Regions from separate parts of the Mus musculus genome. Here all the other regions are linked to region 1. Evidence: chromatin contacts called from public ChIA-PET, HiChIP or PLAC-seq and promoter capture Hi-C data. All regions are on one chromosome and are shown on one strand. The core of a region is the stretch at or near the end of the contact, and the rest is flanking DNA. Distances in the headings are between cores, read along the strand shown.

Region 1 (4,313 bases), core at 919-3,418:
AAGGTAAGCAGCACCCAAAACAAGGAACATACCCACTTCTCAGGTGTCAATGAGGACTCAGCGAGCAAATACGCACGCGTGGCAGACAGTGGAACAAACAAGAGCATCAGTTGACAAGAACAAAGTTCCCAAGAGGCCCACGCTGCACTTTACTGTCTACGAATGGTAAACTGTGGACAGTTGAATAGAGGAAGGCATCATGGAGCATTTTTTCGTTGGTCATTGTCCTCTGTCTATATTAAAGTGTCAAGGAGTTACCTGGAATCCCAAAACGCCTGCAACCCAACGAACCAGAGCAGAGGCCTGGAGGAAACCACCTTTAAAGTTAGGGACTGGTACCCCTCTAGGGTGTTACCTGTTTCCTGTATTTCCAGGTGACTTTGTCACCTTGTCCACCTGGCTTTCCAACCTCAGGCCTGGACACTCTAAACCTTGCAGATTTCAAGAATGCTCAATTTAGTACTTGCACAGGCGGCATGTGAACAAGCTAGAAAAAGAGTGTCAGACAGACTCACCAGGCCCCTGGAATCATTTATCGATCCCTGCCAAGGTTCGAAGCCATGCATAAACATGCAGGCAACTTCCTTACCTGCATAGAATCGAATGAGACAGCCAATCTCTGAGTCCATGCCTTCCTCCTGCACCCTCCACAGCTCCCCAAATCCCAGTTGGAAGAGGTAGTCATTTTGGATCTGCAATGGCTTCTCGTCCGCCTCCAGGCGCCGGGTAGTCTCTCCATGGAGCTGTACATACAGGGAGGGCGGAGATGTCTTTTGCACGGTCTCCCGTATCCTCCCCGAAGTCGACAGAGGAACGTCCGGAGCTGCGGCTGCCATCGCCTTATCGTCTCCGGGACCCTCGCCCGCTATCACGCCAGTGCTGTCTACGCCCGTCGGGGCTTTCGGCTGCAGTAAAGCCGAGGTCTTCGGGGAAGGCGGCCGAGGCTGCGCGGGGCGGCCGGGGCGGTGGGGCATGGCCGGATCAGCCTCTAACTCCTCCGACGACGACGAGGAGCCGCCGCCGCCGCTGCTGTAGGGGTCCAGCCGGTCTGACACGCTCTCGGCGCTGGGGCTCAGGCTGAAGCTCTCGGTGTCAGAGGCCGGGCGCGGGGCGCGGGGAGGGGACCCGGGGCCGCCCGCGAACAGCTCTCCGGGGCTGGAGTCCGAAGGCGCGGGGCTGATGCGGGGTGCACAGCGCGTCCAGGCGCCCCCGGGCAGCGGCAGATCGGCGGGAGGCGCGCGCGCAGGGCCCCGGACAGCACCAACAGTGCCGCTCGAGGGCGGTGGCTCCACGTCCCTTCCGTGCTCTCCGTCCAGGGTCTGATCGCTGGCGGCAGGGGCGGCGGCGGGAGGCGGCCCGTAGCCCAGCACCTTCACCACCCCGCCGCCTTTGTGGCCCAGCTGCAGAAGCCGGGCCGCCACCTCGGCGGCCGTGGTGTCCAGCGTGCAGAGCACTGGGCGCAGGTAGGACGAGGCCATGTGGCGGTCAAAGACGTGCACACAGCCCCGCTGGAGCTGGTGCCTCACCCAGTCCCTGTCCGACGGCTGCAGCTGAAGCAGCTGCCGGTGCTTCAGGAGCAGCGTCTTCCTGTCCAGGCTCCGGGTGCACAGCGACGCCGAGGCCGAGCAGGACGCCGGGAGGCCGCCAGCGGCCGAAGACGCCGAGGACGGCGACGAGGACGACGAGGCGGCGGCGGCGGCCGACAGATTCCTCTTCAGCCGCCCTCTCTTCAGCAGCAGCGAGTTGGCGCCGCCGCCGGCCGCGGGCACCGGAGCGGCCCCACCGGCCGCGGGCTGGGGAGCTCCCCGCCGCCGCCTGCGCCCGGTGCCTCCGGCGCGGCCGGGCAGCGGCCCCGGCGGCGCCTCGCAGGGGGCCTCCTCTCGCGCCGCGCCGCCGTTCCCGCCGCTCGGGGCCGCCGCGCTCAGCGCGGGATCCGGACACCGGCCGCCCTCGGCCGCCGCCGCCGCCAGGGCTTGGTCCTCACCCGTGGGGTCCGCGAGTCGCTGTGCCGGGGCTGCAGCGGCGGGCTCCATCGTAGCGGGGCTTCACGTCGCTCCCCCAGCTCCGGAGGCAGCGGAGGAGGAGGAGGTGAGGCGAAGGTGGGAGACGGCGGCGGCGGCGGCGCGAAGAGAACGGAGACGCCGATGGCGTTCGGCGCGGCCGCTCCAGAGGATTATGTGGCGATCCGGAGCATTCCGTCGGTGTCTCGGTGTTCCATCCCGCGCGCCGCCCGCCCGTTTCGCCGCCACCGCCCCCCCACACACACCCTCCCCGCGGGTCGCGGGCTCCCCAGCGCCAGGCCCCGCCCGCTGCTGGACAGCCTCAGCTCCCGGGAGCTGCGGCCCGAGCTCGCCTCATGAATATTAATGAAGCGCGGGAAGGCGGGCGGTGGCGGGGCGGAGTTGATCATGAATATGCATCGTTAGCATGACGACATTTCTGCGGAGAGCGGGAGGCTGGGGGCGGGGCCTCAGGGTAAACAAACGTGACGCGTGCGTACGGGGGTGGGGCGGAGCTGTTTCCCAGGAGGTTTGTCCTCGCCATAGAGGAGAGGTGGCGAGAGGGGCTCGCGTTGCACAGTGGGGGTTGTAGTTCATCTTCGTGTCGAGGATACCCAGAAGAGACCAACAGCGAACTACAAGGCCCAGATATCATCAAATTCTGCCCACCCTCTCCTCCAGCTTCTGGCCCTTGTTGGTGGGTATTGTGCCCTCTGCCGTTGAACTCTGTGTCCTGTGAACGTTTTTCATTAACTTGATCCTCTCCTGCTTGCCAGATGAGTTTTATTTTCCTGGCTAATTGAAATTGAGAGTTTTTAGGAACTCTAAACTCTAGGTAAGGCCTTTGTATGAGACAAAAATACATACACAGTTCACAGGATCGCTGGCCCCGTCTTCCTGACTTTTTCCGCACTTTTTTCAAGGCCCATGAAAGCTAGCAGTGTTTGCACTCAAATTAAACCCATTTACTCCCTCCCCTATTAGGACAGAAATAGCTAAGGACCTGCTTGGAGCCTTGTATCCCGTTGGTTTTAAGCTTAAAAGAAGCTTAACGACACAAAGCAGTGGACGAAGGAAGAAATATTAAAATGGAGTCATAGTGGGATAGGAGATAGACTTGCTTTCTCTTGGTTCTTTCTGGATTTTTCTTTCCGCACTCGGGGCCGGGTAGAAAGGGTGAATGAGACAAGGTTTCCCAGTCTAGTCTGTTCTCCATACTTCCGTCCACAAACTGCTCACCACCTACGCTCTACCTATGTTGTATGGGTGTTTACTGTTACATTGTATGATCTATAAACATTTTTTTATTGGTTGAACCAAGCTGGTTTAGGGCAATTAACTATTTGAAATAATTTGATAAACGTTGGTCATTGAGTTGCCACTCTCATGATGGCATTGCAGATGTAGACACTAATTAAAAGTCTTTTTCCGGAGTTAGAGGGCTCAGCAGCTAAGAGCGTGGGCTGCTCTTCAAGAAGACCCATATAATAGCTCACCCTGAAGACAGTGCTCCAATGTAATGCATAGACATATTCCAGGCAAATCATTCCTATACATAATGATAATAATTTTTTTAAATTAAGTTCTTCCTGACACTCGATAGACTAAAACAGGAAGAACTTTATGAGCTCAAAACTAGCCTCTTTTACAGAGCAAGCTCCAGGCCAGCCAAAGTTACATAGTAACTCAAAGAATAATAGTAATAATAATAATGAAGATATCCTGTACCTTACCTTTGGGTTCCAGAAGACTAATATTTATTATGGGAATATTATACACACATGCATATACATTTATTTATAGTTATAAGTCTCAGTGGTGATGCCTTTATCCTGCCATTCAGAAGGCAGAGAACAGCAGATCTCTGAATTTGATGCCAGCCTGGTCTACATGATGACATCCTGTCTCAAAACAAAAGAAGTTATGATAATAGTTGTCAAACACTGTTAGGGCGGTGGACAGACACTTGATTAGATCCAATTGGACTGAATTTAGAATCACCATGGAAACACGGGGTATGTGTGTGAGGGTGAGGTGCCCTGAGCACTGACAAAGTGTGCCCAGCTGTCTGGAACTCCTGCCACGCTGCCCTCCCTGCCCTGACGTTCTCTGCCCTCAAACTGTGAGCCAAATACGTCTTTCTTTATTTGGGTATTTAGTAACCTTTTGTTAGGTGTTTGTTACAGCAATGGGAAAAGTAACTATCTCCAAATAAAGAAAAAAGTAGATCTTCTCCACACAGAAGAACAAGTGTTGGAGCTGGAGAAATGTCTCAGCAGCTAAGAGCAAGAGGACCCAGCTTCAAGTCCCTGC
Region 2 (4,313 bases), core at 523-3,022, 510 kb after region 1:
TAAAGATGACAGTGAGAATTCTCATTAAAGCTTATATATAAATAATGACTAGGCCAGTGATTACTCTGCTAAAAATGAATGATTGTAGCAAGAAAAGAAAGAAAGAAAAAAAAAGAAAATAAGTGAGAGTCACTTATTCAGAGAAAAACAATCCTTCCCAGTGCTATGTTGAAAAGAAAGCTGGTAAAAGATCCTTGGTCTGTTTGTTCCACAGCTTTCCTGTATACGGAATACTATTGAAATTGGGGTAGTGAAACTGATTTCAAACAGAAAACATTCTATGAAGCAGACACATCTCATTTCCTTCTTTTTATTAGCATATATTAATGATACAAAATAATGGAAAAGCAAAGACAAAAGATCTTCAGTGGATTGAACTTCAGTACAGAGGGCTGACATTTCCTGTTTGTTCTTTTTCTTGAGTCAAAGAATTACTAAGAAACATTTTATTTCCTCGTAGTGTGATTCAACAGCCTGGGGAAAAAAGGAAAACTGCCTAGAGAAAAATGCCCAGGCAATAAGGAAGCTTTCTAGAGTGCCATAATACTCAATAAACTGGAAACCCTGATGTTATAGGTCCCAACACCAACGGGGAGCCAGGAGCTGTACAACACCTGCCAAAGATCGGAAACCAATGCAAAGAAGAGCTACAGCAGGATCTTTCTGTTTGCAGTACACAGGACACCTCGCATCTCACTCAACATACTCTCCCTTCTCAAGACGACCCTAGACTCAGTACCCGCCCACAATCCCCTTCAGCTGCACTCCAACTCTAATCCCCCATCTGCAGGTGTGACAGGCGACGCCTACTTACTGAGCTGTCCTCCGCCCGACGTCGTACTCGGTTCCCGACCTCCAGCGCCTCCGACGATGGAGGCGCCAGGGATCCCGGGCGCCCCCATCCCTGGGGGGGTCCCACTCTGCCTCTCGAAGTTGCCAGGATTGGAGAAGTAATCGCGCAGTCGTGGTAGCTCGCGGCCGCTCTCCAACAGCTCGGTGTGCAGCTCCAGGGCGGTCAGCAAGTATTGATCGCGCAACAGCTGAGCGGCGATGGCATCGATTGACAATCGGGCAGGGGTCTCCCCGCTGCCCCCCGGAGCCGCCGGGGCGGCGGACATCTCCACAGCGAGCCCCGGCCGCGCGCTGCTTCCCAGGGCCATGGGGTCCTGTGGCGACAGGGAGCCTGCAGAACCAGGATCTAGGCCGACCCCGGCACCCAGCCGAAGTCCTGCCCGCCGGTCCTCGGTTGCCGCTACCTCGTCGTCGTCCTCATCCGAATCACTGAGGAAAGGATTTACTCCGCTACCACTGCCACCACCTCCGGGCGCCATCGCCGCCATCTTATTCTGTCAGGAATGTGGGTGCTTCCCTGCTTGGCCCGACAGGCCCTCAGCCTGAATCCCCGTTAGGTCCCGAGAGCCGCCGACCACCTAGGCAGCCCAGGCCGACCGCACCTCTCCTCACCTAGAGCCTAGGCCGGACTGGGAGGCAGGAGCCCGGTATGCAGCAGCACCTCCCGTCTCAGCCGCTGCTGCACCAGTAGCCGACTCTGCAGGCGTCTTCCTGGTCCCTAGTCTCGCGAGAACTGGCTTGGTCCCATCTTCGCCCCGCCCCGTCCCCGCCTCAGCCCCACCCACCTCTGGCCTTGGAGTGGCAAGATCGAAGGAACCGCTCCAGGCTCAAACATAAGACCCCGCCCACAAGCTCTCGAGGATTGGCTGGAGTTACAGGACCTGGCCAGAGAGTTATCGCGAGAGCAGCGAAGGCCTGGGGCAGGTTGGGGGCGTTCCCTGGAGCAGTAGAGGTGGAGGTCGCTGAGGGGTACGATTTGGCTGTGGTTTTTGAGGGTTGAAGGGAACCCTCCCGACATCTTTCACCGCCCTGGGTCCTGCCTTCGTTCTGAGGAGGTCCCGTTCCCAAGACTGGGCCTGAGCCGGATAGTTCTCAGGTAAAGTCCCGGGACCCTTGCACTTAAGGTGTTCCCACGCCCGCTTCTCCCTTCACGCTTCAGTTTTTTGTCGCTGTTTGCTGTCACCGCCCAGATAGCAAGTGCTCTGAGCAGCGGTCAGAATCTGGCTTCTTTGCTCTTCCCTAGTTTCCCAGCCATCTGCTCTCTCCCCTGGAGATCTGGCGACGGCATGGCCTCCTTGTGGTTAAGGAGGGCGCCTTCCCGCCCCCTCCGTCCGGGAATAGGACTTAGAAAGCTGAAGGGTGCAGATAGAGCCTGGACGGAAGTTGCAACATTTGAGTTTCGAGATGCCTTTACACTCATCTGTGAACAGCCTGGTCTTGGACGACAAACTAAGTAATATGTAAACCCATGGAAATTAACATACACTTTACATCAAAGGAACTTTTCAAACTATCAGCGCTATCTCTTCAGTACAACTAAGTTGTCTGGGCCGCTTCAGTGGCCTGGTCATGTCCACTGCACTAGGACACATTCGTTGGAACAAGTATCACCTATCTTTTGTCCAAAACCATTCTTTTCCACAATCCCCTGAAACCTTGCTAAGTCCATTTAGGCTAGAATCGAGGTTTTCTTTATGGATCAATCAAATTTTAGCGATTTAAAAAATTGTACTCTGTAGAGAGATTTGATGGCCTTTATGAAACATTTAGCACATAACTATACTCGTAGGTTTGGAATATCATTTATCCTTTATGCTATTCCTTGATTGTAGTTTGAGGTGATAAGAAGTTTCCCTGTCGCTATTAGACTCCTAGCCCTCATATCTTCTATTTTGTTAAACATAGAATGCCACTTTTTCCTGGTTTTAGAATTAAGTTCTTATTAACACCAGGTCCTAACAGACAACAAAATAAATAGCCAACAGTGCTAACCATCTGCTCTGATATATATAATGAAGTATCTCCTTTATCTTTGTGGAAAATAAAAATAGAGCATTGTTATATGACCTCAGGTCTGGTTACCGGTTTACATGTAAAGTATCCCAGCAGTTAAGTGTAGGTTTTAATTTCAGTTTAATCAGTCTCACAGGAAACTAAAATTTCATTTGAATGAGGCTCTGAAATGCTTTCTTTGGTTGGTATTACTATATAGTTATTATTTGGGCTTTTTAACAGGAGCTTTTAAAGTATGTTACATGTGATATGAAGGTGGGAGGGGGAATACTGGAGGTTGGGGTGGGTGGTTTAAATGAGCATAGGAGACCGGGAGATGGGGAGAAAGTTAGCCCAAATAGTAAAAGACCATAAAGACCCTTGCTACATTGTGAAGCAATTTAAAAATAGTGTTAGTAGTAAGGATTTTTTTTTAAATAAGACTTTTAGCTTCCAATTCGTTGGACTAAATGCTGTACTGTGCTATTTATTAATGAATCTGGAAAAAAATCCTCAGTAACATGGCAATAGTATAGAATGAGCAATATTTTAATGTTTCACATTTCTTAGCAAAAGGGGGTATCAGTTCTAACTTTGATATTGTCAAAGAGATTAAAAATGTAACCAAATTTTGGAATGGAGGATTAGTGAATGGCATGGGAAAAACATGAGCAGAAATGTGTATTTTCTTCTTCTTTGTAATGGCGATGCTTAGAAATATACTTTTAGGGTGCCTGAGGAAAACTGCTCTTAAAATAATAGAAGGGCACATCATATACATATCATTTATTGTGAGACGTTGAAAATGTTTGGACCTAAATTCTCCCATCTTCTCTTACATTCATCTGCCCAGAGAGATAATGAAAGTACATAGAATTGTGAATGTTCTTGCCACAGTGCCTGGTAGCTGGTTGGCAGCAAATGTTAGTGTGGTCAGTGTCTTAGTTAGGGTTTCTATTCCTGCACAAACATCATGACCAAGAAGCAAGTTAGGGAGGAGAGGGTTTATTCGCCTTACACTTCCACATTGCTGTTTATCACCAAAGGAAGTCAGGACTGGAACTCAAGCAGGTCAGAAAGCAGGAGCTGATGCAGAGACCATGGAGGGATGTTCTTTACTGGCTTGCTTCCCCTGGCTTGCTCAGCCTGCTCTCTTATAGAACCCAAGACAAACAGCCCAGAGATCGTCCCACCCACAAGGGGCCTTCCCCCTTGATCATTAATTGAGAAAATGCCCCACAGCTGGATCTTATGGAGGCATTTCCTCAACTGAAGCTCTTTTCTCTGTGATAACTGCAGCCTATGTCAAGTTGACATACAAAACCAGCCAGTACAGTCAGTTAATCAATGAAATACTGGATACTGAGGACATTTGGCAGGTTTTTGAAACACGGGTATCAATGACTAGCAGAGCCTGTGAAAGTTATGTCAGTAGGGCAAAAAGAGGCAGCAGCATGAATTTAGGGACT
Region 3 (4,313 bases), core at 806-3,305, 460 kb before region 1:
GAAAGGAACCCTGTCCAGATTGAGGCTGTTGTGATTAGAATGTGCCTTTTCACCTAAAACCTGTTTGAGGATGTATCTCTCTTTAGTTTTCACGTAACACAGAGTTTACCTGACGCTTTCCCTCCTTCAGTTCATTTCTTGAGACAGGAAACCTATCTCCCAAGCTGACCTCAACTCACTCTGTAGTTGAGGATGACCATGAACTCTGATCCTCCTGCCTCCGAAATTCTGGGATTGCAGGTGTATAACACCATACTCAGTTTATATAATTGATCCTGAGTATCAAGTCCAAGAGTTTGTGAATGCTAGGCAACACTCTGCCAACTGAGCTCCATCCCCAGCCTCCACCGTGTGCTTTTGGAACACTTCACTAAGTTGACATGGATATAGACAGAGCATACATTCAAATTTAGGTGGTTTATTTGGTAAAGGACTTTAGAATTTCGGGTTACTTTAAAAGTGAGATAAGTAAGATTCCTTCTGTTCTGCTTCCAGTGGGATATCAAAATTGTTGGCTAAATTCCAGCTGCTCATTCTTTATATTCATAGTACCAAAGGGACCAGAGCTAATGCAATGCAGTCTTGACTTAAGATATGACTGTGAGGTATTTACCCATGCAAAGCATAATATTTTGATAGATAAAGTGAGTGCATTAGGTGAGAAAGCTACTGAAAGAAACTATCAAATACTCAACAAGGTAACAGAAGTGTTTGAAGAAGCACCAAGCCCAAGTAGTTCAAGTTCCTCCAGAGTCAGAGACCCCCCAGCCCTTAACCATCTGACCGCACTGATGGGAACTCCCTGTCTCCTTTTACCCAGAAGCAGAGACCAGTTGGGTCCAACACTTTCCCATACTCCATACCCCGGTTGCCTGTAGAGCAGAGGCTGCCCCAGATAGGATGAAAAAGAGGAGAATGTAGCAGCCCACTTTGCATAAAAAGTATTTCAGGGCATTTACTGACAAGTAGGTATACTTACTGCATACACATGTAGGGCTGTATTATATCAAAACTGTCTAAATAAACAGAGACTCCACTGTCCCCTTCAAGCCCCACAGCGTCCTTAGGAATGTATTGCTTCCTCGGTTTCCTCTGGTGTCAGTGGCAGGAAAGGCAGAAAGCATTACCTTTTAAGAAGGGAGGGAATACTGAAAGTGCCTTATTTGCAGCCTGCTACAGCAGTAACCCTGCAGACTGGCTTCCCACTCAGCCTCCCATTACCATGCCTCCCAACCCCCTCAGGACCCTATGGGAGTTGTCCCGAGTTTCTGATTTCCAGGGATCACTTTTGAAGATCCAGCAATGCTTAGGTGATATTGAATTACTGATTATCCTCTGGTTCTGTTCCCACTGGAGGCATTCTGGTCAGCCACTCATTTGTCCCATTTAAAGCACTTGGTGGCATGAACTCACTGGGTTTCTGCCCACATCACTGCATTCCTGGGATGCCATTCACAGGCCTTAGCAAGATCATCTGACAGCTGCCTGTGAGGTCAATGAACTTTATGCATAATCAAATGCTCACAGCTAGGAGAAATCCTTTCCTGCTCCATCCCTCCCTGGGCAAAGAATACACGTTAAGCTGCCCCCTTGGTTCCTTGGTGAGGAGGTGGTGGAGTCCCCAGCTACTTTTACATGATTTAATGCTGAGCAGAGAAGGAAAGTGATTGCATCCTCTACAGGGCCCCACAGAACAGTCACCACCCACACTGTTTATTCAGACTGGGATCTTGGCCATTTGGGGTTTAAGCCAGAAGAAAGGGGGGAAAGAAACCAACCCTGGAATGAACACTTTTGAAACTCTGTTGTATTCAGGATGAAGTACGGCCAAGGATCCTTTTTAAAAATCTATTTAAAATCAATTAGCGGGATCATATTCTCATTTGGAATGGATTGTTAGCAAAAGCTAATTGTCTCTGTTCTCACCCAGGTTCTGAGCTTGGGGTAGATGCACAGACATTAGAATCAACCCTCTGTTTTGCCGGAGTCTGATGCTACTACCAAACTATGTGTGGGCAGTTGGGCAACCCTGACCTTTGACCAGCTTTCCATCTGAGAACAAGGAAAGAGGTGTGAGGAAGAGAGGCTGATGTAAACAAGCCTGCTCTACATCCCAGAGCTTCCCCGGGAAGCGACTCCCCAGGAGCTTAGCCCAAACTGAAGGCAAGAGGCAGATCACAGGCCTAGGGAGGAGTCTCTGTGAGGCACCTCCTCCATCTGTCTCTAGTCAGGACTGCAAAAAATTATCGCAGACATGGGAGATTGTATCTTAGTTTCAAAGATCTCGAGAGGAGATTCCGGGACCTCCCTTGGTTACCCACCCTGCTATTTAGCAGTTCCTCCAGCCAGAAAATTCTTTCTTATTTGCAGCCTCAAATGTGCATGTGGTACTGCTTTGGGGAGAAGCTCCTGGTCCAGACCACTCCCACAGCCAGCATGTTTACTCCTCTAATGGGATGGAGCCCATTACTGGCTTCTCCTTCAAGATGGCAGGGGCTTAGACCTCCTTCTAGAACAGTCTATAGGCAACCCAAGATGGAACAGGAGAGAGGGTAGGCTAGGGGTCTGAGGGATGGCATTGATGGAGATTAAACAGGTTAATGAACACTACTTCTGGGCATCTGTGTATTTATGGAGGACTGAAGAGCAAAGTGGCAAGTCAGAGAGTGAGACTTACATACACCCTGTGTACATGGAAGATGCTGAAGTTCCTGCTGCAGATTTTAAAAGAAAAGGAAAAGGAATTCCCCACAACAACAGAGGCTAGGATTGCACTGACTCCAGGACTCTCCCCCTAGTGTTCAATGCAGGGAGCTGGGTTGGGGATGAGGCTGCTGTGCTTGCCTGGCCTTACAAGACCCTGACCTCACTCACCAGTAAACTGAGTGCACTGTATGCTGCTGCGGATTCCTCCTCCTCCTCCTCCTCCTCCTCCTCCTCCTCCTCCTCCTCCTCTTCTTCTTCTTCTTCCTCCTCCTCTACTGATTGATTTATTCTGAAAAATGCAATCAACAATTCAAATAGCAATTTACAAATCAAACACTTGAATATAACACAACTAAAATATACTGAGGAGTAATGGTAGAAAAATATTAAAAGTCTTTGCTTTCCATAATTAAACTATTAATATTTCTATAAAAGCAGACAGTATTGAGTATACAATGTGTTCTTAGCTAGTGGTCTTGAAGCTGAGGTACTTCTAACATTGCATGGTGTTGCAGCATGCCTGCTGCTGAGAACACAGGAGTTCAGAACTGAAGCTGTGGTGTGATCAAAAGAGGAACACTGCAAAAATGCTATGATTCAGTTCCCATTTGATCTTGAATTAATATTGGGTCATAGGATGTACAGAAATCATTCACTGCTGCCAATTTTTGTGACTCTCACATTCATTTATGTGAACCTCATGGGGGTCTTAACTTAGGAAAACTGGATTCTGTAGTATACCTGTAGCCATTCCTAAAGCTGTGAATTCTCTGTGGCAGAGTTAAATATATATACGTGTGTGTGTGTGTGTGTGTGTGTGTGTGTGTGTGTGTGTGTGTGTGTCTGCTAGCATGAAGCATATGTCCATACTTTATGAATAGCTTTGCTGGTCTCTTGGCTTAAAAAGTCTAGCTGAGCATTTTACCCACAATTACATCTGGATGCTTCTATGGGGACTAAGTGACCCAATCTATACATTCTATGAATAAATTTATTGGTGTACTATATGCTTCTAATCCTAGCATTTGGAAAGTAGAGACAGGAAGACCAGAAGTTCAGGGTCACCCTCAGCTACATAGTAAATTTGAAGGTAGCCAATCACACACACACACACACACACACACACACACACACACACACACACACACCTGAAAACAAGGAAGCTCAGCAATTAAGAGTATTTGCTGCACGCATAGTTTCCAGCATCCATGTAAGATAATGTGCAACTACCTGCATATCTACTCCTAGGAGATCTGACACCTTCTCCTGTCTTTTGCAAGCACCTTGCCCATGTGACATACCCTCATAAATGCACATACAAAATAAATAAAAGTCTAAACAAAAAAAATAATAAGAGCTGAAAGAGGAGTAAGATACCCACCCCAGGCAAGATAGGGTCAGATGTCATTGTAGGGGAACGCCTGTCCTTAACTCCACTGGCTGAATGGTGTTCCTCTCTCTCCTCCTCTGACCTCTCCTTCCTCCTCAGCAGATGTGAAATAGAGATACAACCTCTCCGAAGTGAGTTACAGGCCCATTGAAAAGACATCAGATGACCGGCGCGAGCAGCTGGTTGCTTCCCTTTTTATGGGATTATGTCATTGCCT
Region 4 (4,313 bases), core at 1,014-3,513, 420 kb after region 1:
AACCTAACGGCAAGTTGCTTATAAGATCACTATTTGTTATATGTAAGACAACTGCAAAAGATTGGAAGGAAGTATGTAAACATGTACAAAGAGATGGTTATTTATCATCAGATTGTTTTTTGATTCTCTTTTAAGATCCACTATGCATTATGGATGTGGTTTAACTGAGGATTATGCTCATCTATAACCAGCAGGCCCTCACATAAGTGACAGCCCAACCAATGACAACACTTGTGTATGATTTAGGTTGAAATAACTTGTCTATGGGATACTAGTTGCCCCTAGTTTGTTTATTTCTGAAAATAGTATTTTGTGTATGGATATTTTTGTCTGCATATATCTGTGCGTAACACTTGTGCATCTGGTGTCTGAAGAAGCCAGAAAGGGACATCAGATCCCCTGTGACTTGAGTCACAAATGGTTGTAAACCACTATATGGGTGCTGGGACTTGAACACAGATGGTCTGCAAGAGCAGCCAGTGGTCTAAACCAGCTTTCTCTCCAGTCACATGAGTTTTTTTGTTTGGTTTTGACACCTGCTAAGGTGACTTTCTATTGGTCCAGAATGAATCAGACACCAGAATACATTCAATTTACTTTAGGTCCTGGCCATCTTTGAGTTTTAGTTGATTCAAAAGAATCAGAAAGCAGTCACATTTATCAAGAAATAATTCATCTTATTAGTTCACATCAATTCGGGCATATTTTTATTGTAGCTCTTGTGTAAAATAACACCATGTTCAAGTGAAAAAAAGAAGAGATCATTTATGAAACTGGCTTAATTTTTAAACAATGAACTTAATTAAGAAAAAAAGGGATGTGATCTATTACTATTTCCTTGAAAATGTCACTATGGTCATAAACAAAGCTCTTATAATGAATGCGTAACTTGTAAATTCAATAGTTATTAAAATATAGACAGGGCCAGTGAGATGGCTCAGTATTAAAAGCACCTGTTACACAAGCCTGAGGTGACCTGAGTTCCATTGCTGACACAAGTACGAAGGTGGGAGAAAACCAACTCTGGAAAGTTATCTTCTGACTTCCACATGCACTTGTGCTGTGTCACTGTGTACAATTTGCATGCATAATTTAAATATATACATGATACAGAGGGCTCCAGCTTAATTACTGTACAGACTTGTTTTCTAGATACTGGGAAAGTACCTCCAAGATGTAAGCGGTGACCTTTGCATTAGCAGAAAGTGAAATACTGAAACCCAGGCACGGAGGCTCAAGATGGCCAGACTTACAGAAAATAGGGAAGTTATTCTTTCAACTCACTTGTTGGGACTATCTTTTCCTCATAAAATCAAATTTTCAAGGACTGAAAATGTGCCTATCATTTAGTCCTATCTTATATTAAAAGCAACTCTACCTCAGTGGTAAATGATTAAACACCTCTGACTGCCAAGAAGACATTTAGAGATTCATAAGACATGCTCTTGCAGTTTGGATAGCTCTGTAATAAAGTTTTTTTTTATTAGTAAAACCTGTCTCTATCCCTTATATATACAGTATATGACCTTCCTTCTCTGTAACTTCCTTTAAAGTACTTGCCACCCAACATTAACTGCTGTCCTCCATGCGCACCAACTTGCATTCATTCGTCTCTCCTTGCCACACACACCTTGTCAAATTTTCTCATCACTCCTAAGCCATCTACTCTCCAGCTTAAACATTTTTAAGGTCCTTCAAGCATGTCATGACATTTGATTTGCTATTAGGCCTATTGTTACCTGTAACTTTCCTATGTCAGTTCTGCAAGGAAGCTTTGTTCTAATCAGCTTTGGAACAGACCTGGGCAATGAGACTTTCTTAATAGCTATAGTCTTGACTCAAGTAAGGTTGGAGTAATGCACAACAAACCCAGTACTTGACTGAATGGGAGCTACTCTAAAATGGCTCTTCTTCCCCTTCTTGTCCTGGCAAGGGGCTTTTTATTTATCTATCCCAGCAATAGTTTATACATACTTAAATACTTGACACTTTCTCTGTATAAGTTTCTATGTTCTTTAGAAACTATTGGTTTTCTTATTTAAAATTCTGGTTTACACAGCTAAAGTTGTCCAGATACTTTTCCCTTTCCTTGAAGCATATTTCTTTATAAACTATTAGCTAATTAAATTACACTAGTTTTTGCTTAACTTCTAACGGACCCTTTCACAGCTGAGCTACTAATTCTCACACCATCATATTTCTCTCACCAGAGTTCTGTCACTTCTTCATAAAAGATTCCTCCTTGCCAACTCACAACATTAGTTCCTCATCTGTTTCCTCTATCTTCTCTAAGTTGAAAAATCCAGCAAGATGAATCAGGAGTGACAGTGACTTCTGCTTTTAGTGGAAAAGAACTTATAAAGGACACAGAGTTTAGTTATCAAACTAAAATATTAGACCTCTGCTTACTGTATGATCTACATTATAAGAAGCATGGCTGATGGTGTCCATATAGGTAGACCATGCGTAATCAGTCCTCAGTTACTGACTTGTAATAGTCCAGAGCAGTGGACCCTGCTTCCTGAGTATTAACAGTCCCATAGACTGAACAAAAGCAACCGTCCATGGTTATACTCGAGTTAAAAAAAATCCAGCACTGATGAATCAGGAGAACATCCTTATCGTATTTCAAATGACCTGCTCCCTCTGGTGAGGACTGTGACCTGGCATATAACACAGAACTGCAGTATTCTGAAACTCTTCCTGGCACCTGACTTTCTCTATGAGAACCACTAGGAAGTTTAATCTTTTTCTTTTCTTTTTTTCTGTGATGTAATTCTCTAATTACTTGCTTAGAATTTGCTTTTGTGGTTCTATTGAGAATTCAGCTCTCCACCCTTCCCAACCCCTTATTTCCTTTTCTTGAACTCTCCTTTTATTGAGAGTCAGAGACTAGAGTTCACTTGGCCCATCTTCACTTCCTTCCTAGTTTTTCTTTACTAAACATAGTATAGACAGAAGATTCAACAGAACAGTTGAAGCTCATTGTTCCAGCTCAGTTTTGCTTTTAACTATGGAAAGCAGAAGTTGTCACTATAGTCTTTAAGCCTTGGTTTAATCATTTATAGTCTAGTGGTTGATATGGACCACTGATTTTCTCCCGGTTTGGTTAATAGACATGACTACCATGTTGGCCCTGAACTTCTCCAGAGAGTAACATTTCTCTAAGAGAAATTCATAGAATCTCACTGGTTAAGTTAAACATTCATTGAAAAATCCAATACCAGAACATGAAAGCCTAGATTCATTCTGCCCTGCATTTACTGTTCACTGTATAGTAAAGCTCAGGGTAGGAAACTCATCAGGGCTTTATAATTTTTATAAAATATAAACAGAGGACTAAAAAGAACTTTAAAAACTTATGAGATAGGTAAACAGCTGTGGCAAAATTGAATCAAAACTGCCAAAAAGTCTACTCAATTTTTACAGCTGGGTTTTCTGTGGGTTTACACTGGTTTATAGTGGGTTATATCAGCAAATATAGTTCAGCTCAGCAAGGATACAACAACAGGAGAGTGCACTGTAGGCTTCAAAAAGATGAGTCGCAATGTCCAGTTTTTTCGAATCTACAATTTGTAAGTTGTTCACCAAGGCTAATTTATGTAAATGTGGTATAACAACTGAAAAGGGAAAGAAAAAAGAAATTGTTAAATTTTATCACAATCACATATACACAACTCTCATACTTTACAATGTATAATTATGCCTTTTCTTATAAGGCTAGAATGTATGTTTTTCTAAGTTAAGTGATTTGTCACTTCAGAGGTTTTATCACTATAGCTACTGTCCAGTTAGTTCTGAGGACAGGTGATTTCACCTCACCTCCCAATCTCCCATTTGGAAAAAATGATAAACAAATGAACCAAGACACACAGCAGTGGTAATCTTTTATAAGGAAATTTATGTCTAGGAACACAGCATAACACATAACCAGGGTGGGAATAATTCTAAAATTCATCTTCAGTGGGAAAGAAAAATAAGATACAATACCTAAGAAGTCTTTTATTCAAGTGTGATTAGGCAAAGATTTAAAATAGCAAATAAAATAAATACATAGAATTTAGATTTTAGGAGACTTTCAAATAAGATCTTAAGGCAGATACAACAGCTAAAGCAAAGAAATTTATTTATTTATTTATACATTTTTAAATGCTTGGACCTGAAGTAAATCTAGAAAGAGAATCTGAAGCTGGGGATTGAAACCTGGACTGGAATCCCAGTGTTTGGAGGTTGAGGCAAGAGACTGTCATTAGTTCAGGGACAGGCAGAGTATGGAAACCAAAGGAAGCCAACTCAAACCAAAGTAGATTTAT
Region 5 (4,313 bases), core at 1,146-3,645, 430 kb before region 1:
CTGGCAGAAGAGACACATGGCTCCACTGGCATATACCTGTGACTGCCTGTCTTGTAAGCATTTGTGCTTCCAGGCACTCACAGTCCCACAGGTTCTTGTTCTACATTTCAAAGTCCTGGTAGCAGCATCTCTCCTTCTCACCTCTTCATCTGCCCTAATCACCCTGCAGCTATTCATCCTCCTACAGCCATGTTTTTACTATTGTCTCCGTGCTCTCTCTGTCTCCTGCTATCCTCTATGACCTCTGTCCTCTCTATTCCGCACTATTCTCTCCTCTCTCACAGATGGCTCTGGACAAGCTCAGCATGCCGGACATACATGTTCAGTCTGCTTCTTTTTCCCTCTGCTCTCTCTTAATCACAATAAAGACCTTAACCATACAATGGAATGGTCATGTTTCTGTACTTGCCCTCACATACAGTGTCTAAGCAGAGACTCAACTCTTATCTCTGTCCGCAGTAAATCTTGAGAGGAATTCTGTCTGAGTCCGTGTGCCTACTTTTGGCCTTCAGGAAGGAGGAGTTGTTTTTTAAATAAAACCTTGTCCCAGCCCTCCTGCAGCAGACGTGAAAAGTACACTGTTTTGCCTTTTCTTGAATTCACCCTCAGATGTTTTCATAGGCGCTTGGTCACAGCAAAGTGGTCCCTGTGTACAAACCGCCCACTCTCTGAAGCATGATTGATTAGCAAAGCTGCTCTGCTCAAGGGCAGTCTGTTTTCCCGAGCCTGGATGTTGACAGGTCCGACATGCACAGATTTTAAAACAGGTCGCTCATGCAGGCTGTAGGCTGTGGGCCAACATGCTGGTTCTTGAGAGAGAAGAGAGGGAAAAGGACCCAGTTTGGGGAGCAGAGGAAACTATATGGATCTGGACCTTAAAAAAAAAGAGGGCAGCTTGGGCATACCTACTCCTTACTGCAAAGCTGCTCACTGGTGTTTGGTGCCAAGAAAACAAACCCTGTCAGCAGAGGAAATGCAAGGCAAAGGTAAAGATAGGGACGGACTGGCAGAGCTCACTCAAATAGGCACAAGCTCCACTTGACTAAGAATCTCTAAACATCAAAGAGAGGCATACATTTAAAGAGAAACTTGAGACCAAATCAAAGTAGCTATGATGGCCGTTTGGAAATGCAGCCAAGCAATGACACCATAAACAGGAAGAGGCACGGTTTGGATCGTGTCTCTGCTTGTTCGTTTGCTGCATGGCATCTAGCAGAGTGTCTTTTACAGGGCAGAGCCCACATTAATATTTAGTCATAGAATGATGGGGCTGAAAGTAACTTTGGAAATGATTTGCCAAGTCTCTCTATTTCACATACAAGTAAACTGAGACTCAAACAGTTTAGTTATGGTCTCAGGGTGTCTTCTCCACAACCAGGCTGTGAATTCTAGTAAAGCTAGCTTTTATAGACTTACGCAGTCAGCATTTGATCCATTAAGTGAGGGAATATGCTGATATAGTGATCCCTCCCCCGCTCAAAGCCCGAGTTGAAGGCTTGGTCACCAGCCTGTGGCACTATTGGGAGATGGTAAGACCTTTAGAATTTGGGGTATATAGTATGAGGAAGATATGTCGGTGGGATGTGTCCTTGGATAGGATATTGGAACCCCTAATGGATCCTCTTCATTTCCTTGTTTCCTCATCACCATAGGTGAACAGACCTCCCTTCATATAGAGTACTGAGATGCCACAGTTCCAAAGAAATGGGCCAAAGAACTATGGGCTAAAATAAACCTTCCCTCCTAACTAAATTCATTTATTTGTGGCATTCGTTAGAGTAGCAGAAAGCCAACTAACCAACTAAATAAATTTGTGGTTGTTGTTGAATGTAGCGCTGGCTGACCTTACACTCAGAGATCCACCTGCCTCTGTATCCAGAGTCCTGGGATTAAAGGGACATGGCACCACACTTGGCCTTTAATTATCTGTGTAATAAACCCTATTTCAAAGCCATGCCTTCTTTGACAGTATGTGTAATAGTCTCTTTCATTCAGTTATATATATATATATTGGTTATCATTCACCCATGTAGATCTTTGGGGTGGTGGGCATAGAGAGGTTTGTGAGGTTCAACTGACTTTCGGGAATCTGAGTTTCCAAACATTCTAGTTATATTAAGTAAGTCTTAATGTCAGTGTTGGATGAAAATGTAGGCTTTTCTTACAATAACTTGTTACATGCTCAAGATGTAAGCAGCTTGGGAAAGAAAATTCTGCATGAAGCTAACAATGGTCTGTTAGTATACTGTAGTCAACTGGGTATCAGTGTAGCAGTGGAACCAAAGATCTTCAGAAAGAACAGCCCTTACCCCTCTGAGTGTTCTCCTCTGCGGCACCAGTTCTTTGTGCAGCTAACAGAAGATGCCTGGTCCATCCAGGCACACCTTGCAGCAAGCTCCCCAGTCTTATATGACAGCCATCACGTGACTCAACATCCTATCTCTGTCATTTTTAGCCTTTGGCTATCATGCTACCGAGAAAGATGAGAATACATTTTTATAAGTCCCTTAAAAATTATGTTTGTCAGAATTTATTGTCCCGAATCAATTTTAACAAGTGACAAAAGTGTCTAGAATCTTCCTGTCTGATGCAAGGTTTGTAAAGGGTCAGATGATATCATACCTTTGAGGATGAATCTGTCACTTAACTGCTATACGTGTTGCAGAGAACATTTTAGTAGCCCACTGTTTGGTATCTTCACTGGTGCCTCCTATCTGGTTTCCTGTGTCATAAAGAAAAAGCTGCATGGAAATAAAGGCAGGGATCCTAACGCAGTGTGGGTTTGGTTTTGCTGTTTGGTGCGAGGAGTTGTGTGACTCTAACTCTAAGAACACCGGTAGTGGTGTCTGCCTGCATTCTGAGAATTTAAGGAGGTGAGGTTTCTACACAACAAAATCACCCAGCCTATCTGTGAGGCTTTCTGCAGAGTGAAGGCAAAAATAAACTCCAGCAAACAAAACAGGAAGAGTCTGAAAACAGTAAGATGTGTGTGTTCAGACGCTCAGAATCCTTAAAGCTTAGGTGTGGTTCTGCCTACTTCAAAGGTGTGTGTGTGTGTGTCTGTGTGTGTGATGTGTGTGTGTGTGTGAGATGTGTGGTGTGTATGACTAGAGTATGTGACTGTATGTGTGATGTGTATGTAATGTGTACATTTGTGTGCAGTGTGGATCTGTATAGGGGGTGATTGTAGTGTGTTGCAGTGTGAGTGTGTGTAGTGTTTGTGTGGACTATGGCAGTGTGTGCGTAGTATGTTTATGTGTGAGGGTGTGTGATATGTGTATAGTATATACATTTGTGCATATTGTAGGTATGTGTAGGATGTGTGTAATGTGTTGTAGTGTAAGTGTAGAGGGTATGTGTGGAGATGTGTGTGATGCAGGTTTAGTGTATACATTTATGTGTAGTATGGGCATGTGTAGGATGTGTGTATAGTGTGTTATAGTATGAGTGATTATGTAGTGTGTGAGTATGTGTGTGTGCTTGTGTGTATGTATGTGTGTGTGTAGGTGTGTATGTGGAGTGTGTGTGTGTGGTGGGTATGAGTACGTGGCTGCCTTGCTTTGTCTGGCCTTCCTTTTGTTAGCACACACACTCTCTCCTAGTGACTTAAAGCCCTCTTCTTACAGCACCTGAGTTCTCTCCTTCGACTTGCAGCTACTTTATTGAGCTACGAAAGCAAACATAACTTCTTACAAAATAAAGTCCAAATAACCTAAAAGATCCAATGGAATCTACCTTTGAAGCAATATTATACTAAGCACTTTAAGATTTTCCATGGAGAAAATCCCAACCCAATGGACAGCCTTGCTTAACCCAAGGCTTTCCCTGGTTTAATATTTCTCCTCTACCCGCCATCTGCTTTGCCAACAAAATAATGCTTTCCCTGGGTATATACCCCACCTCTCCAGTCTCATTAAAATGATTTTCATCTGCATTTAAAATATTTGATGATGATTTGACATTCATAAGGATAGGAGGTTGAATATTACATTATCTTATCAAAAGATTTTCTTCTATTCTTTCCTTCTGCTCCTCCCTTCCTACTTCCCACCTCCTTCCTTCTCTTTGATATTCTCCCTGAATTGCTATCTGTGAAGATACAAAAAACTAACTGTAGACATGTCTGACACCTCCAGATGTTATTGCACTAAAGCTGCCACTCCTGAAAACTCAGTGGTTGACACCGGGTTGCAGGGCTACAGCAGAAGATGACAGCAAGAGCCACCTTGGGAGTTCTTGAGTCACACTGGTCCTAAAATCATCACTAGCAGGAACATGGAAAATGGTTTGAGAAGTGGGTGTTCTGAGAATGC
Region 6 (4,313 bases), core at 911-3,410, 340 kb before region 1:
TAAAACCAACTTGAGCACTAAAAATAGGACAGGGAGAGGAGTAGACGGAGGCAGAAATGAAATCCATTTGTGACCGAAGGGACTGCAGAGTCTTTTTTCCCTAGGTTGGCACAGTGGTTGGTTGTGCAACCTATGGTTCTCAGCACACTGCTGCTTATCTGGGCTGGCAGTTAAACCGACGGCAGAGCTGGTCTCCCCACAATGGAGCTGAAATTAGCCCAGGCTCAGGGCCAGGCCCAACTTGGTATAGGATGTTTGCAGGTTATGTACTTAAATGGAATGAGTTCCTACAGCAGTTTTCTGTAGGAGGCCCTTCCATGTCCAAGTTAAACTCTCAAGATACCACTGAGAGGCCATGAACACACACAACACTCACATGCACACCGAAACACACAACACATGAACACAAACACACAACACATGCACACAAACACATAACACATGCAGGCATCTACATACACACATGCATGTGCACACACACTCAAGCATGCCCCTTACAGTTCTGCTTTGTCCTCTGCTTTTCAATGGGAATGGAAAGCCAAGTTAATAAGTTAAGCAGTTAGGGGCCATATCACACCCTTGAAAGATAAGGAAACCCAGCACTGGTGAAAATCAATATTTATTGTGGTCAGTGTGCATAGAGACAGGCCCTGTATGTTCACCAGCCTGGACTGCCTGTTGGACAAGGGGTCATGGCTGTATATTTGGAGACCATTTGGCCATCTAGGTCATCCCTGGTCTTGTGGATTCCAACATCCCAAGCTTGATTGAGGCTACAGTTCTTCCAAACTATTGATTGGTTTTCTTCCCGGAACATTCAGAAGATGGCAGTGCTTGCTCGAATGCATTTAACAATTGCAAAGGGGCTGAACAACTGCTCAGTGGTAGAGCTTTTGCCTAACATGGACAAGGCCATGAGTTTCATTCCTAGCACCCGCCTCCTTCAAATCATAGGATTAAGAATTCTTCAAAGGTCTATTTTTCATGATGACTTCTTTGACAACTTTTTAATTGACTTATTTATTTAAAAATTGTAAATTGTCTGTGTGTGTGTGTGTGTGTGTGTGTGTGTGTGTGTGTGAGAGAGAGAGAGAGAGAAAGAGAGAGAGAGAGAGAGAGAGAGTATAAAGGTATTTGTAGATGTATGCAGATGTCTACTGAGGCTAGAAGAGGGTGTCTGGTCTCATGTCTGTGGACTTGAGCTGGCTGTGAGGCCACCTGACATGGGTACTGGGAAGCTAACCTGAATCCTCTGGAAAAGCCACTGAGCCACCTCTTTAGCCCAGAATGACCTCCTGAGTGTTGCATCTTGTCATCTCCTGCCTCTCCTCTTCTGCTTTCTGTCTCCCCATCCTCCTCTTTTTCTTCCACTTCAAGTGTTAAATTCCTTCAAATTATTTATTCTGATTTCTATTTTGATTTTTAAAGGTACACTTTTGATAGATGGCTCATTTTACCTTTGAACTCATGATCCTCCCGTCCTCACCTCCTCATTGCCAGGACGTCCAGGTGTGTGCCACCCTACCCGGCCTTAAAATGTTTATTTGTATTGGTGTCCTTGATCACCTAACACCTTAAGCATGACTTCTGTGCTGTTTGCTAAACTAGTAACTGCCCTTCTGCTGGCTTTTAATAGACAGTGTCCAGCTATGAGATGCATCGTTTGGTCACCTAACTCCTCAGTTCAATGATAACTCACAGACCTGGGCCAAACTGATTGTCTTTGAGTGAACTTGACTGAGGTTCCAGCTTAGCTTCTGCCTCTATCAGTCTGGCCCCTGAACTAACTCCCCCCACCCCCATCTGTAAAGTGAAGAGATGCTCTCTTTGTGTCCTTACCAACTATGGGAGGCTACATTCTTGGCTTCAGGCCTTGAACCAGATGAGTGTAGCTCCTTCGTGAGTGCACCACTGACCTTCCTGCCTCAGGCTTAACTTTCCTTTAGGGGAAAGCTATGGTTAAGTTGGTGACCGCAGGCTGAGTGTCAGCCTCATCTGCAGATGGGGGACTTGGGGAGGGAAAGCTTACCTGATGGGTGACCACTAGATGATTTTCACTTCTGCGAAACAGATCTCTGCTGTTTCTTGGCCCAGAAGCCTGCCACATCTTAGAGTCACCGGTGTCATGAGCCGGTTGTGGAAAGTGGAAATGGGCAGGATGTGGTTTGAACTGACAAAACTGGAGCAAATCACTCATCTCTGGGGTTGGCATGGATACTGAGGGTGGGGGAGGCTGTGCAGGGATACTGACGGGGGGGGGAGGGGAGGTCTGTGCAGGGATACGGAGGGGGTGGCTATGCAGGAATACCAAGAGGTGAGAGAGGCTGTGCTTACTGTACAGCCAGCCAGCATTATAAGTCTAGGGCAGCCCAGCCACTCTGAACATACTGGGCTTGGAAGCTGGGCAGCGTTGAGCCTAACTAGTACTTAGATGGAAGGAAGTAACAAAGTAGGCTTCAGAGTCATAAGATTCTCAATATGTGACCTAAATCCCTGGCATGCTTCTTCTGTACTACCAACAGAACCCTAAACTCAGAAAGAACGTGGCCCTTGACAGCCAGGATCCATGTTGCCTTCATAATACTTCCCATAGCCTTGACTTGGACCTGTGTGTGTCCCAGGGTCATTTGAGGACCTTACCATATGTCTCCACAGTATGGCCTCTGGTTGGACTGTGGAGACAATCAACAAATAACAGGTAAATGAATAGTTAGTTCTAAGCAATGTAAACACCCCAAAAGTCTACTAGTGTGCATGTTGGTTTTTGTCAATCCGACATTAATCTAGACATCATTAGAAAGAAGGAACCGTGGGTGAGAAGATGCTTTCATCACCTTGGCCTGGAGGCAAGCCTGTGAGCCATTTTCCTAATTAATGATTGATGTGGGAGAGCCCAGCCTCGTAGGGGCAGTGTCACCCCTGTGCAGGTGGGTGTGAAACATAAGAGAGAGTGAGCCGAGCAAGCCATGGGAAACAAGCCAGTAAGCAATGTTCCTTCATGGCCTCTGCTTCGGTTCCTGATTCTAGGTTCTTACCTTGAGCTCCTGTGCCGAGTTCTCTTCATGATGGACCATCAGCCGGTTTCCTCCGAAAACTGCTTTTATTTGTGGTGTTTATCCCAGCAATAGAAACATAATTAAGAGAAGTAGGTTTAACAAAAATTCAAGTACTGAATTATCTGGGCTACCATGGGGTTTCAGGGGGATGGGAAGGTTCTGTCCTGCCTTCTTAAGCCTATTGGATGAAGAGCTTTCTGCCTGCCTTTCCTGGAGGGAGGAAGGCTGCTGTGACTTCAGGGCTTACATAACTAACTGCTGACTGACAGTGGTCCTCACTTCTGAGACCCACAGAAATGCCTGGGTGCATCATTTTACATCCCAGCCCCATTGTTGCTCTACCAGGATTGTCTTTGTTGTGCTTGTCATTGTCTGATGTCTTTGTTGAGAAGAATAGCTCAGACAAAGAACCATCACAGTGCCTCGCTGACTGGCTGGGTTTGCTGCATCTTGGGGAGGCTCCCTTCTGACAGACGTAGGAGAAGCCACACATTCTCAGGTCTAAAATCAAGGCAATGGTACAAAACACCTCATCATGGGTGGTCATGGGACTGACAGCATCACGAAACTGTTCTCACAGAGCTGGGTGTGGAGTAAGTACCAAAGAGAGAGCAGCTCATTTTTTAGGTTCTTTCAGCGGCATAATAGTCTTTAAATCATGCAATCTTATTCTGTTTTTTTTTTTTTTTTTTTTTTTTTTTTTCCTGGCATAAACACGATCCAGCACAGCCAACGTTGTTTAATGTTTGCCTGGCTTCCTTCCCTCTGTTTTCTGTCTCTGGGGAGGACAGGAGAGGAAGGACATTCCAATTTCACAAACACTACCTCTGAGTGCCTCAGATTAATGTACAACGCTGAGCTGAGATGACTTTTTATTTTTAGCATGCATGAGTATTTAATGCATGATAATGTTTATGCCACACATCAGTGGGGAATGGAAAGACCACTCACAAAATGGAACTGGGATTAACTAGCTAATTATTTAGGAAAATGTGAGCGTACTTTGAGAAAAAAAGACATCACAGATGGGTCAGAAAGTACTGTTAAACCTATATACTTCGGAATGGGGACCTGTTTATGGGTGTGGCCCTGGGATGTCAAAGGATGTCATTTCTGTGAGTCTCGGAAGTGAGGACCACTGTCAGTCAGCAGTTAGTTATGTAAGTCCACTTAGTCACAGCGGGCTTCCTCCCTCCAGGAAAGGCAGGCAGAAAAGCTCTTTATCCAATAGGTATAAGAAAGCAGGACAGACCCTCC

What was found. Promoter capture Hi-C pulls out the DNA fragments that hold promoters and counts their contacts. ChIA-PET counts read pairs in DNA pulled down with a chosen protein or histone mark. HiChIP or PLAC-seq counts read pairs in DNA pulled down with a chosen protein or histone mark.
Region 2: a contact with region 1 is called in a promoter capture Hi-C map of pre-B cells. The contact joins the promoter of Pign here to the promoter of Phlpp1 in region 1. A contact is called at or near these places in 21 of 39 promoter capture datasets (the 3T3-L1 cell line, 3T3-L1-derived adipocytes, the C10 cell line and 15 more), 1 of 15 datasets of contacts at CTCF or cohesin (the NIH/3T3 cell line), 39 of 484 Hi-C or Micro-C datasets (B cells, the Ba/F3 cell line, CD4 T cells and 24 more), 9 of 115 datasets of contacts at active chromatin or transcription factors (the NIH/3T3 cell line, astrocytes, effector CD8 T cells and 5 more) and 2 of 9 other capture datasets (adipose tissue and liver).
Region 3: a FOXA1 HiChIP or PLAC-seq map of pancreatic cancer cells shows a contact between it and region 1. The contact joins the enhancer-like site here to the promoter of Phlpp1 in region 1. A contact is called at or near these places in 1 of 39 promoter capture datasets (liver), 2 of 484 Hi-C or Micro-C datasets (muscle stem cells and pro-B cells), 3 of 115 datasets of contacts at active chromatin or transcription factors (memory CD8 T cells, pancreatic cancer cells and thymic regulatory T cells) and 2 of 9 other capture datasets (adipose tissue and liver).
Region 4: a contact with region 1 is called in a promoter capture Hi-C map of pre-B cells. The contact joins the enhancer-like site here to the promoter of Phlpp1 in region 1. A contact is called at or near these places in 6 of 39 promoter capture datasets (3T3-L1-derived adipocytes, the C10 cell line, fetal liver and 2 more), 1 of 484 Hi-C or Micro-C datasets (the G1E-ER4 cell line) and 1 of 115 datasets of contacts at active chromatin or transcription factors (stem cell-derived neural progenitor cells).
Region 5: an H3K27ac HiChIP or PLAC-seq map of regulatory T cell precursor shows a contact between it and region 1, with 7 times the contacts expected there. The contact joins the enhancer-like site here to the promoter of Phlpp1 in region 1. A contact is called at or near these places in 2 of 484 Hi-C or Micro-C datasets (olfactory sensory neurons and pro-B cells) and 3 of 115 datasets of contacts at active chromatin or transcription factors (memory CD8 T cells, regulatory T cell precursor and thymic regulatory T cells).
Region 6: a contact with region 1 is called in an RNA polymerase II ChIA-PET map of memory CD8 T cells, with 104 read pairs. The contact joins the enhancer-like site here to the promoter of Phlpp1 in region 1. A contact is called at or near these places in 6 of 484 Hi-C or Micro-C datasets (CD4 T cells, CD8 T cells, the HL-1 cell line and 3 more) and 2 of 115 datasets of contacts at active chromatin or transcription factors (memory CD8 T cells and pancreatic cancer cells).

The regions. Positions count from the first base shown.
Region 1 is chr1:106,169,724-106,174,036 of GRCm38.p6, reverse strand. It overlaps Phlpp1 (PH domain and leucine rich repeat protein phosphatase 1), which reads right to left and starts at 2,168. Exons shown (of 17, transcript NM_133821.3): 1 at 590-2,168. The coding sequence starts at 2,033. It overlaps Gm20753 (predicted gene, 20753), which reads left to right and starts at 2,513. Exons shown (of 3, transcript NR_040630.1): 1 at 2,513-2,697.
Region 2 is chr1:105,661,135-105,665,447 of GRCm38.p6, reverse strand. Pign (phosphatidylinositol glycan anchor biosynthesis, class N) reads left to right here and starts at 1,772. Exons shown (of 31, transcript NM_013784.3): 1 at 1,772-1,948. Relch (RAB11 binding and LisH domain, coiled-coil and HEAT repeat containing) reads right to left here and starts at 1,587. Exons shown (of 29, transcript NM_173187.4): 1 at 815-1,587. The coding sequence starts at 1,340.
Region 3 is chr1:106,627,408-106,631,720 of GRCm38.p6, reverse strand. All of the region lies in intron 1 of Bcl2 (B cell leukemia/lymphoma 2), which reads left to right. Among named protein-coding and RNA genes, the nearest start is that of Gm37053, 15 kb to the right of the region's middle. Within about 2 kb of position 2,055, at least 188 of the 459 cell types and tissues checked have an H3K27ac peak or open chromatin away from gene starts, as enhancers often do. A contact at or near this core is called in adipose tissue, liver, muscle stem cells and 1 more, where this site is marked.
Region 4 is chr1:105,745,376-105,749,688 of GRCm38.p6, reverse strand. It overlaps Relch (RAB11 binding and LisH domain, coiled-coil and HEAT repeat containing), which reads right to left. Exons shown (of 29, transcript NM_173187.4): 26 at 3,504-3,620. Among named protein-coding and RNA genes, the nearest start is that of Tnfrsf11a, 33 kb to the left of the region's middle. Within about 2 kb of position 2,263, at least 36 of the 459 cell types and tissues checked have an H3K27ac peak or open chromatin away from gene starts, as enhancers often do. A contact at or near this core is called in pre-B cells, where this site is marked.
Region 5 is chr1:106,599,558-106,603,870 of GRCm38.p6, reverse strand. All of the region lies in intron 1 of Bcl2 (B cell leukemia/lymphoma 2), which reads left to right. Gm37053 (a long non-coding RNA gene) reads left to right here. Exons shown (of 2, transcript XR_878433.2): 2 at 1-108. Among named protein-coding and RNA genes, the nearest start is that of Gm37053, 13 kb to the left of the region's middle. Within about 2 kb of position 2,395, at least 47 of the 459 cell types and tissues checked have an H3K27ac peak or open chromatin away from gene starts, as enhancers often do. A contact at or near this core is called in memory CD8 T cells, regulatory T cell precursor and thymic regulatory T cells, where this site is marked.
Region 6 is chr1:106,513,603-106,517,915 of GRCm38.p6, reverse strand. No RefSeq gene overlaps it. Among named protein-coding and RNA genes, the nearest start is that of Gm41928, 7.9 kb to the left of the region's middle. Within about 2 kb of position 2,160, at least 85 of the 459 cell types and tissues checked have an H3K27ac peak or open chromatin away from gene starts, as enhancers often do. A contact at or near this core is called in CD8 T cells, memory CD8 T cells and uterus, where this site is marked.